2 separate regions of the Lactuca sativa genome follow, and region 2 is linked to region 1. The links are chromatin contacts, called in public Hi-C maps. All regions are on one chromosome and are shown on one strand. Each heading gives the region's core, a stretch centred on a gene start, on an enhancer-like site or on the middle of the called end of the contact. The rest is flanking DNA. Distances are from core to core; before and after follow the strand shown.

What was found. A called contact is a pair of places that touch in the nucleus more often than the background predicts.
Region 2: a Hi-C map of leaf shows a contact between it and region 1, with 4 times the contacts expected there. The contact joins the promoter of LOC111893202 here to the promoter of LOC111893155 in region 1. A contact is called at or near these places in 2 of 4 Hi-C or Micro-C datasets (leaf and seed).

Annotation. Positions count from the first base shown.
Region 1 is chr8:109,772,500-109,776,806 of Lsat_Salinas_v11, forward strand. LOC111893155 (protein OXIDATIVE STRESS 3 LIKE 2) reads left to right here and starts at 2,379. Exons shown (of 2, transcript XM_023889219.3): 1 at 2,379-2,817; 2 at 3,077-3,506. The coding sequence starts at 2,507. The coding sequence ends at 3,401. It overlaps LOC111893154 (myosin-15), which reads right to left. Exons shown (of 28, transcript XM_042896952.2): 26 at 4,178-4,258; 27 at 3,988-4,070; 28 at 3,516-3,884. The coding sequence ends at 3,761.
Region 2 is chr8:110,028,605-110,032,911 of Lsat_Salinas_v11, forward strand. It overlaps LOC111893202 (E3 ubiquitin ligase PARAQUAT TOLERANCE 3), which reads left to right and starts at 2,342. Exons shown (of 14, transcript XR_002850835.3): 1 at 2,342-2,697; 2 at 2,873-2,957; 3 at 3,262-3,314; 4 at 3,380-3,467; 5 at 3,574-3,704; 6 at 3,791-3,961; 7 at 4,057-4,307.

The DNA of each region.
Region 1 (4,307 bases), core at 1,129-3,628:
TGGTTATCACTAGACAATGTTTTTTTTATATATATTTAGATTAAAATAAAATAAAAACTAAATTAATAACATAATTAGATATTTCATGTTACATAAAAACATAAAACATAAAATTTCAAATCTAGATTCCGAATAACCATAAAAAATAAAACTTAAAACCTAAATAACTAAAAAACATAGAAATTAAACATAAATATTAAAAACGTTAAAACCTAAAATCCATGCTTTTCCCGAACTTCTTTTTGGATTTTCAGAAATGCGGCTAAATTTTCCGGGTCGATATCTGGTTGCGGCTTCATGTTTAAAATTTGAAGATCGGTGAGTGTTTGTTTCCGGCGCCGAGCATTCTCCGTTGACTCGTATTTTGTTGTAAAAAACTTAGAGTTTTGTCAATTTTGTCCGCAATCACGTCTTCGTTAATCCCTTTTCCGCTTGAAGATGCCGCTTTTTTCCCTTTATCCCTTCCCGGTGGCCGACGAAGTTGGACTTCCGGTGGACCCTCCCCTTCGGTCCCATCGAAGTCGTCACTGAGGTCGACGCCAAAACCCACATCAGATTCCGAAGTTATTGGCCTTTTGTTGGAGCCGATGGTTGATTCCGAATGCAAAGTCTTCGGGTTAAGGACCCATTTTGGACCCTTACGACAAATTTCTCACGCTTTTGGTGGCCGAACGCTTTACCGTCGGTGGTAACTTTGAATTGTTGGCATGCGGTTGATAAAATATTGAAATCGTTGCTACCACTTTTATGCATATTTTTCAGATTTTCAAATATGCCGTTAAACTTGGTGCACGCCGCTCGTAGTTCACGCCATTTTCCGTTGACCGCGTCGTACGTTCGACCCGTTTGCCTTCCCAAAAGCGAGTGGAAGTGATCTAAAACACGAACCCAAAAACTGGTTCCCGTTTGCACGTTGCCCATCCTTGAGTCACACGATATAGAAATCCAAGTTTTAGCTAAAGCTTCCTCCTCCTCTTCGATCCAAGTTGTTCCTCTTCTATTTGTAGCTTTTCCTTTTAATTTCCTACGCCTAGATGGTTGTGTCTCTTCGACCCGATCGTCCTCGTCGTTGTCCAAATTTATAGTTGGGGATTGAGAACAAGGGACTTGAGATGGTTGTGTTTGGAATTGTTGAGATGGTGGTGTTTGGAATTGTTGAGATGGTTGTGTTTGGAATTGTTGGGGTCGAAATTGTTGAAAACCTTGGAAATGAGATTGTGGTAATTGTTGTTGGAAGTAGTTTGGTTGAAATGGAATGTTGGTAAATAGAGGTTAATGTTGGATTGGGGATGTTAGCATTTGAATGTAACATTGATATTGATCATTTAGAGTGGTAGAGGTATTTTGATTTTGCTCCATATTTTTTAGAGATAATGAGATAGTGGAGAGATATTATTTGTAGAGAAAGATGTGTTTAGTGTGTTTATGTATTTGTGTATATATAGCAGAGGAAATAAATTGAAAAGTTTTTTTTTTGTTTAATTAACGTAACGGTCAAAAGAAGAAAAAAAACGGTCAAAAAAATTAACCAATCAACATTTGCGTGACCGTCCGTAGCACACATCAATCCGCGTCACATTCACCGGTAGGGGGGGGGGGGGGGGGGGGGGGGTGTTCACGCATGAAAACCCCCCTACACGTCACCACTTACGCGTAAAAAAACATCCCATACCCTTTGGCCTAAAAAGAATTATTTATTTATATTCAGACGGTTAATAAAAATGATATTATTTATGTATACACAAACAAATATAATCATTAATTCAATTACTTTATCAATACAAGATTTAAAAGGAAAAAATAAGAAGAAGAAGAAGAAACAACGCATAATTCCGAGGTCAAGGTGGTAAAACATGTTTAAGGGAATACTATTGGGTTTAGGTAAAATAAGTAAGTTCTTACTTCTTAGTATAGGTTGAACCGATATGTGTTGGATTGACATATTAGAATTTGTTTATTTCTTTTTCAAAAATTTTGATAAATATTTAGTATCTTGAACATAATTACGATATTATATCATTATAATAGATAATTTCATTATATTTAACATGCTTTATGTGTCCCATTCTTTTTTTATAACAATTTTTTTATAGAAAATAATACATTATTTAAATAGTTCGTATATCCAAATAGCTACTATGATATAACTTTTAGTAGCTATGACTCTATTACCTTATCATGTCATACAAAAAACCAACATAAAAAAGGTTTAAATAACATCGGAAAAATAGAAAACTGTAGGCAATCGGTTTTGTAAGAATAAAATAAAATTCAATCATTGATATAAAATAAGAAAGAATTAGTGGAAATAAGTAATAATAAGTCGTGTGGCTTAATAAATCTTATCCACTAATCTGAATAGGATCCGATTCAGCAATCATCAATTCCCATATCTTTCTTTTATAATATAAATATAAACAGTGAGATTGCAAATTCGGAACTCGGAAGGTGGTTATCGATTCTTGGATTTGTGAAATTCCATCTCTTGTTACATTGGGTCCATCAGATGAAGACGATCTGGGAAAAAGAAGATGGCGATGGATATGGCGGTGATTGCCGGACGTCGGCGTTGCTGCCGGAGACACAAGTTGGCGGAGGAGGGGAAAATGGAAGCATGTTTGAAGGGTCAACGAAGTCGATGAGGATCGTACGAGAAGAGGAAGAGGAATGTAATTCATCAAGTAGTTCTTCGATCGGAGACGACAGTGACGACGATCGGGAAGGAGATGTCGAGAATCATTACGCATATGATCATCATAACAACAATGGATCCTTCGATGATGCAATTCAAGCCCTGGAACAAGCGTTACCAATCAGGTTTACTTTCTTCACGTTTTTTCAGAAAACTTTGAATTCTGCATAAATTTGTGATCTCTAATTCGTTATAATCATCTGCCATGACCAAATCGTAATCAACAATATATGAAAAAAACGATCTGTTTATTAGATTTCTCCGATTCATTGGAGGTGTTTATCACATTGTCCAAGTAAACCATAAAAGTTGCAGTTAATTTGCCAAAATTTTATCAACACAACTCGAATTCACGATTGTTAATAGATATTGATATTGTTACAGGAGGGGAATATCATCATTCTACAATGGGAAATCAAAATCTTTCACGAGCTTAGCGGATGCGTGGCCATCAACATCATCTTCCAATTCGAGTTCCAATTCCATACAAGACATTGCAAAACCAGAAAATGCTTACACAAGAAAACGAAAAAATCTTGGAGCTTTCAAACTATCAAACATAAACACTGGAAGGGTATCCAAGAAACCGAAAACCACAACAATAACAACATTTCAGCAATCTCAAGTCAACAGACCACAATTGTCGCTGAGATCATTCTCAATGGTCAACTTGCATCAATGCAATCCCACAAAGATTGAAAACTGTTAGCCCAAACTTAACTTTCATGTTGTAAATTGCTTACTATGAACATCTAACTTTTTTAAGTGTTTCCATCAACCAAACGAAATAGACCCTATAACTTACCATGTATCATCCTCACTCTACCATTTCAAAATAATTTAATTGGATTTGATTTGGCTACGAGAATGAGAATCCACTGGAATCGATTACAATGTGCACAACAGACAAGCTTTTTACAAAAGAATAAAAAAAGAAAAGAAATTAACTAGTAGTATTATTACTTTACATGGAACTTTGCCTTGCTTGCACTCCTAATTAAATATCCCTACAGAAACGATATATTTCCCCTACCCTAAAAGCATGCAAATGGTCTTTTATTGACAAAGTCACTTGGGATTTGAAAGTAGAAATTGTGCTGAAGGATATTCAGCTAAGAACGCAGGGGGCTCAATATCTGTAGGATCAATGCCAGGAATTGCCATGTAGATATCTTCTGTAGAGAATGGAATGCTGCAATATATACATGTATATGTACACACCAAAGATGAATTAAATTTCAATATATATATATATATATATATATATATATGAAATGATTGGAATTATGAATTACCTGAGATCATCGTCCAATAAGAATGAATTGGAAGTAAGATTCTGAGAGTCCTTGTTCAACATTTCCCTCATCTCAGTAACAACCTGAAAAAACAAACAAACATTAACATTGTCATTGTATTATATAAATATTAGTAAACAAAATGAATCTGAGTATTGAGGAGTAGCGAAAGTAGAAAAGAAATACTAGCCTCATTTGAGACGCTTTGGGTCCCATATTTGTCATCCCAGTACATTGTACTTATGCGATATATTTGTCTAACAGTCAACGCCTATCCAATCCAAAATCACAAATTATCAAATTAAATGTGATCTCAGAGA
Region 2 (4,307 bases), core at 1,092-3,591, 260 kb after region 1:
TGGAGTGAGACTATATGGAATGGGTATTTGGGTTATTTGTTGGGAGAAAACTATATATCTAAAAGATTACAATTATATTATTGTAGGTTGAAAACCCTATGTGCTCATCAAACTCATAAGCTCGACCCACTCAATATATTCTTCACAAACACGGACGTTGGAACAACAACGGATAAGATACGTAACAGTGAGTAACCCTAGAAAATATTAAGGGATTCTATTCATCAAAATCTAGTACAAAAACAAAGGCACAATGTCTTTAAGTTTTAGATCGGTAACAAAAAGTCGATTGTGGAATAAACATATAAGACAATGATGGAAGAAAGCAATTAATGTGACGATTAATAAGTTTCAAATTAGAACAACCACACAACGATATGAAACAACTGAGATGTTTATAGAAGGAAACAATTAAGGTGGTGGCGACGTAACGAAAGAATGATGACGGTGGCCATAGGTGTTCACTAATTAGATAAAACTAAGTTGTCTAATTAATTGAACAATTTAGATTTAGCTATATAGCTTGGTATTCTCATTTGGTTTTGTTTAACCAAATGTTTTACCCACTTAAATGAAATTTAACCATGGGAGAAATAATTAAATGTGGAAAACCTCTAAATTAATATAACAAACATGTTAAATGAGCTTGTTTTGAAAAAAAAAGATGTAATTTGAGGATAAGATTATTACATGTTGAATTTTATTGCCTTTTAGACTCTATCATAGCCCATACTAAGAAATTGGTATTTTATGTTCAAAAATTTGGTGGTCAAAGATTTTTAACATTATTGTTAAATAAATCTCAAATGTGTTGTTATTATTTGAAAACCTTGAAGATATTAATGAATACTCAACTTATGATGTGCTATGTATATGTTGACATAACCACTTGTTTAAATTAAGATGCGATTTTTTTACATATATTAGTAAAATGACAAGTATCGAACAAGATTTTTTTTGGAAAACTTACCCAATACCAAAAAAAATATGTCATGTTAGTATAATGATAAATTATACGACGACACTTAATAAAACATTTAAGTTTGATAAATGATAAATTAGATAATTTTAGAAAAAAAAGAACTTTCAAGGTTAAGAGTTAGAGATGAAATTTGATAAAAAATTTTGTAAAATAAAAGTTGGCGGAAAGATGATGTCACAATTTTTTTTTCTTTTTTTGAGTTTAACAATCGGAGATGCCCTTAATTAGTATAGGCACACCTCTATTTTTGATGAGTTTTATGGTTGATAAAAAATATTGTTAGGTCAATATGATTCCTTAAAAAATTGTTATTTTCGACAACTCATAGTTCTTTTTGTAGATATTGGCAAAAAGACGATATTTATGAAATATGGTCGACGAAATAAACTGATCAGATTATACATCATTTATCACAAACAATTATCAACACATTGACAATAGTGTCCATGCCTAATGACTTCGTGTGTTTTCATTACCATTAAGGGCAATGATTCCGCTCTCATCGTTCATTTTTTAAACTTCTCAATCTTTTTTTTTTGTATGAACAACAACATTCCTATTCATTTTACAAGTATTGTGCGTCATTTTAAAATTATTAGTCACGATCGCCCTAATGTTTGCGTCTGTTTTCTTTACCATCAAGGGCGGGATTCCAACCTTAACATGTTTTTTAACTTATTTGTGTATCTTTTTTGTATGTTTTTATGCTTTATCTCCAATAATCTTCTTTATACACTTCTTTATATATATATATATATATATATATATATATATATATATATATATATATATATATATATATATATATATATATATATATATATTTGTCACTCTCCATGCTTTCTTTCCAATGGTATTTTTTATCCCCTTCATTTTTTGTCTGTATTTATCTTTTTTTCAACTCAACATCTTTTTTATTGATACAGATTAAATAAAGAAACTTTATATGAAAATATTACGATAATAATTTATCTTTAAAATTTTAATATGGACATGAGTTTCTTCTAGAAATGGATTCTTAATCTTAATTAGACCGATTTGTTACTACTTTCAACATCCAAGTCGATTTTAAAGACCGAATCAATTGCTTCTCATGGAATAAATACATTTCTATATCAACATCAATCTAATACTACTACTATAAAAACTCATACTATACATATTAGTTGTTGTACTAACCTTGCATTAAGCCCTACTTTGTACATATTTGGCAAATCACAAATATCTTTAAGGATGTGAATTATCTTGATATATAAATCTTCAAAAACGATTATGACACCAATCTCGCTTTGATATTTTTGTCATTATCTTTTTAAATGGAATGCCAAAGTATAGTTGGTCAAATGTTTGTTTGACGAAATAAGGTGCAACATGTTGCACGTGTCACGTGAAACGCACCTTAGTTCCCATCTCCTCTATCGACAAACTGAACAGTTCCTCTTCTTCATATTTCTCCTTCTTCTTTCCTCCTTTCTCAAGTTCTCATTCCAAATCGTATAGCGACATCGAATCGTACTCATCAGAAACAATATAGATTATGTCTATCAGATTCAAATTCAGAAGCTCTGTCAATTTCGATACAATCGAAATCGATGGTGGTAAACCCTACATATCGGTGGGAGAACTCAGATCTAAAATTCTGTGTCAGAAGAAGTTAAGCGGCATATGCCATAAAGACTTTGATCTCGTCTTCTTAGATGACCTCACTGGTCAAGGTTATTTTCTAATTCTATTAGTCTACCTGCTTTTAGTTTTCATATTCTTGAGCTACAAGTCCTCTTCTGTAAATTGTGTTGGTGTACAGGTGCAGCAGAATAGTGTGTTTTCATGTATCATTAATTGGTTTCGTTTTTTTATTTTTGATTCCGTGTTTTATTTTTGAGTTATTAGAGTACAATGACGATGAATTCAAGATTCCTAGTGGTTCGAGTGTTATCATAAAGAGAGTTCCAGCAGAACCGGTGCCTTTAGCTATGTAAGTTTTACGTTCTTCTATTGAATTGAATCTAACTCATAAAACCCTGTTAATATATCTTTTAGCTATATGATATCAGTTAATCGTTTGATGAGTTTTTACAATATGATTTCTTTGGTGTATGTGGGTGTGTGGGATTGTTCTGTTGGAAGCTGTGGGAGTATATGTAATTATGTATGAGTGATAAGCGTTTCACACTGTCTTCTATTTCATTAATTGATATGTACTGTTGATTAACTAATACTCTAAATCATCTTGTCTTTTCTTGTTATCAACTTGGCATCTGATATTCTACTTTCTTCAGGTTAAGACATCATAAACCTGAAGCAAGTGAGCTTAGTGAGGATATTCCGAAAGGTATATAACATTTTAAAGCAATACATTATAATTTTTTTGATGGGTGGCTCTAACTAACATCACAGATGCAGGTATCAATCGCAATAAACCTGAAGAAACAATTCTAGAGAAGAAGCCTGAACCTGTAGATGTTGAACACATGGAATTGGAAAAGTAAAGTTTGTGCCATATGATTTTTTTAGTTTCTGATAAACTAATTCCTTCAGATTATCTAAACAATCTTTTTGTTTCCTTTTCAAAATTTGACTTGACATCATAGAGTGGCGAACACAAAGGGTATTGATTTGGAAAAAGTTGACTTGCCATCAGAACTAAGATGTCCTATTTGCAACACATATTTCAAGAATGCTGTGATGATACCATGCTGTCAGCATAGCTTTTGTAAAAAATGTAAGCCCTTAAGTTGTTAATTATGTTGATATTATTGCTGGAACTAATTCCATATATTTTTGACATGTATTTTTGTGCTTGAACAGGCATCTGTGATGTACTTCCATTGAAGGCAAGGTGCCCTAAATGTTCTTCCACTAAGTATAGGGTAGAACACTTGCTACCAAATTTATCCCTCAGGCATGCGATTGAGCATTTTCTTGAATCCCAGATTCTTGCCACTGCTCCAGAAAATGATTTGCAGAAATATGTCCCAGGTGAGACTTTCTGATATTACCTGGCCAAAAATAATAAAAAAATAAAAATAAAATCCTCTATAGCTTATATATGATTCTTTGAAATTTTATTTCAGATGGAGAATCTGGTATTCAAGGAAAAGAGGTTTCCACTAAAAGGAAATTGGATTTGCTTTATTCTGAGAAAGGACCAAATCAGAATATGGGAGAGTCTGTGTACGAGTCACTAAACAAGAAAAATGATTTCTTGAATTCAACTCCTTTGCTTAAAGTTAAGAATAGAGATGCTCATAAAGATTTGACACCTTCTGTGGACTCTGAAGGTGAAAACCAACCTGTTATGCCTCAAGTTTGCATGCCAAATGAA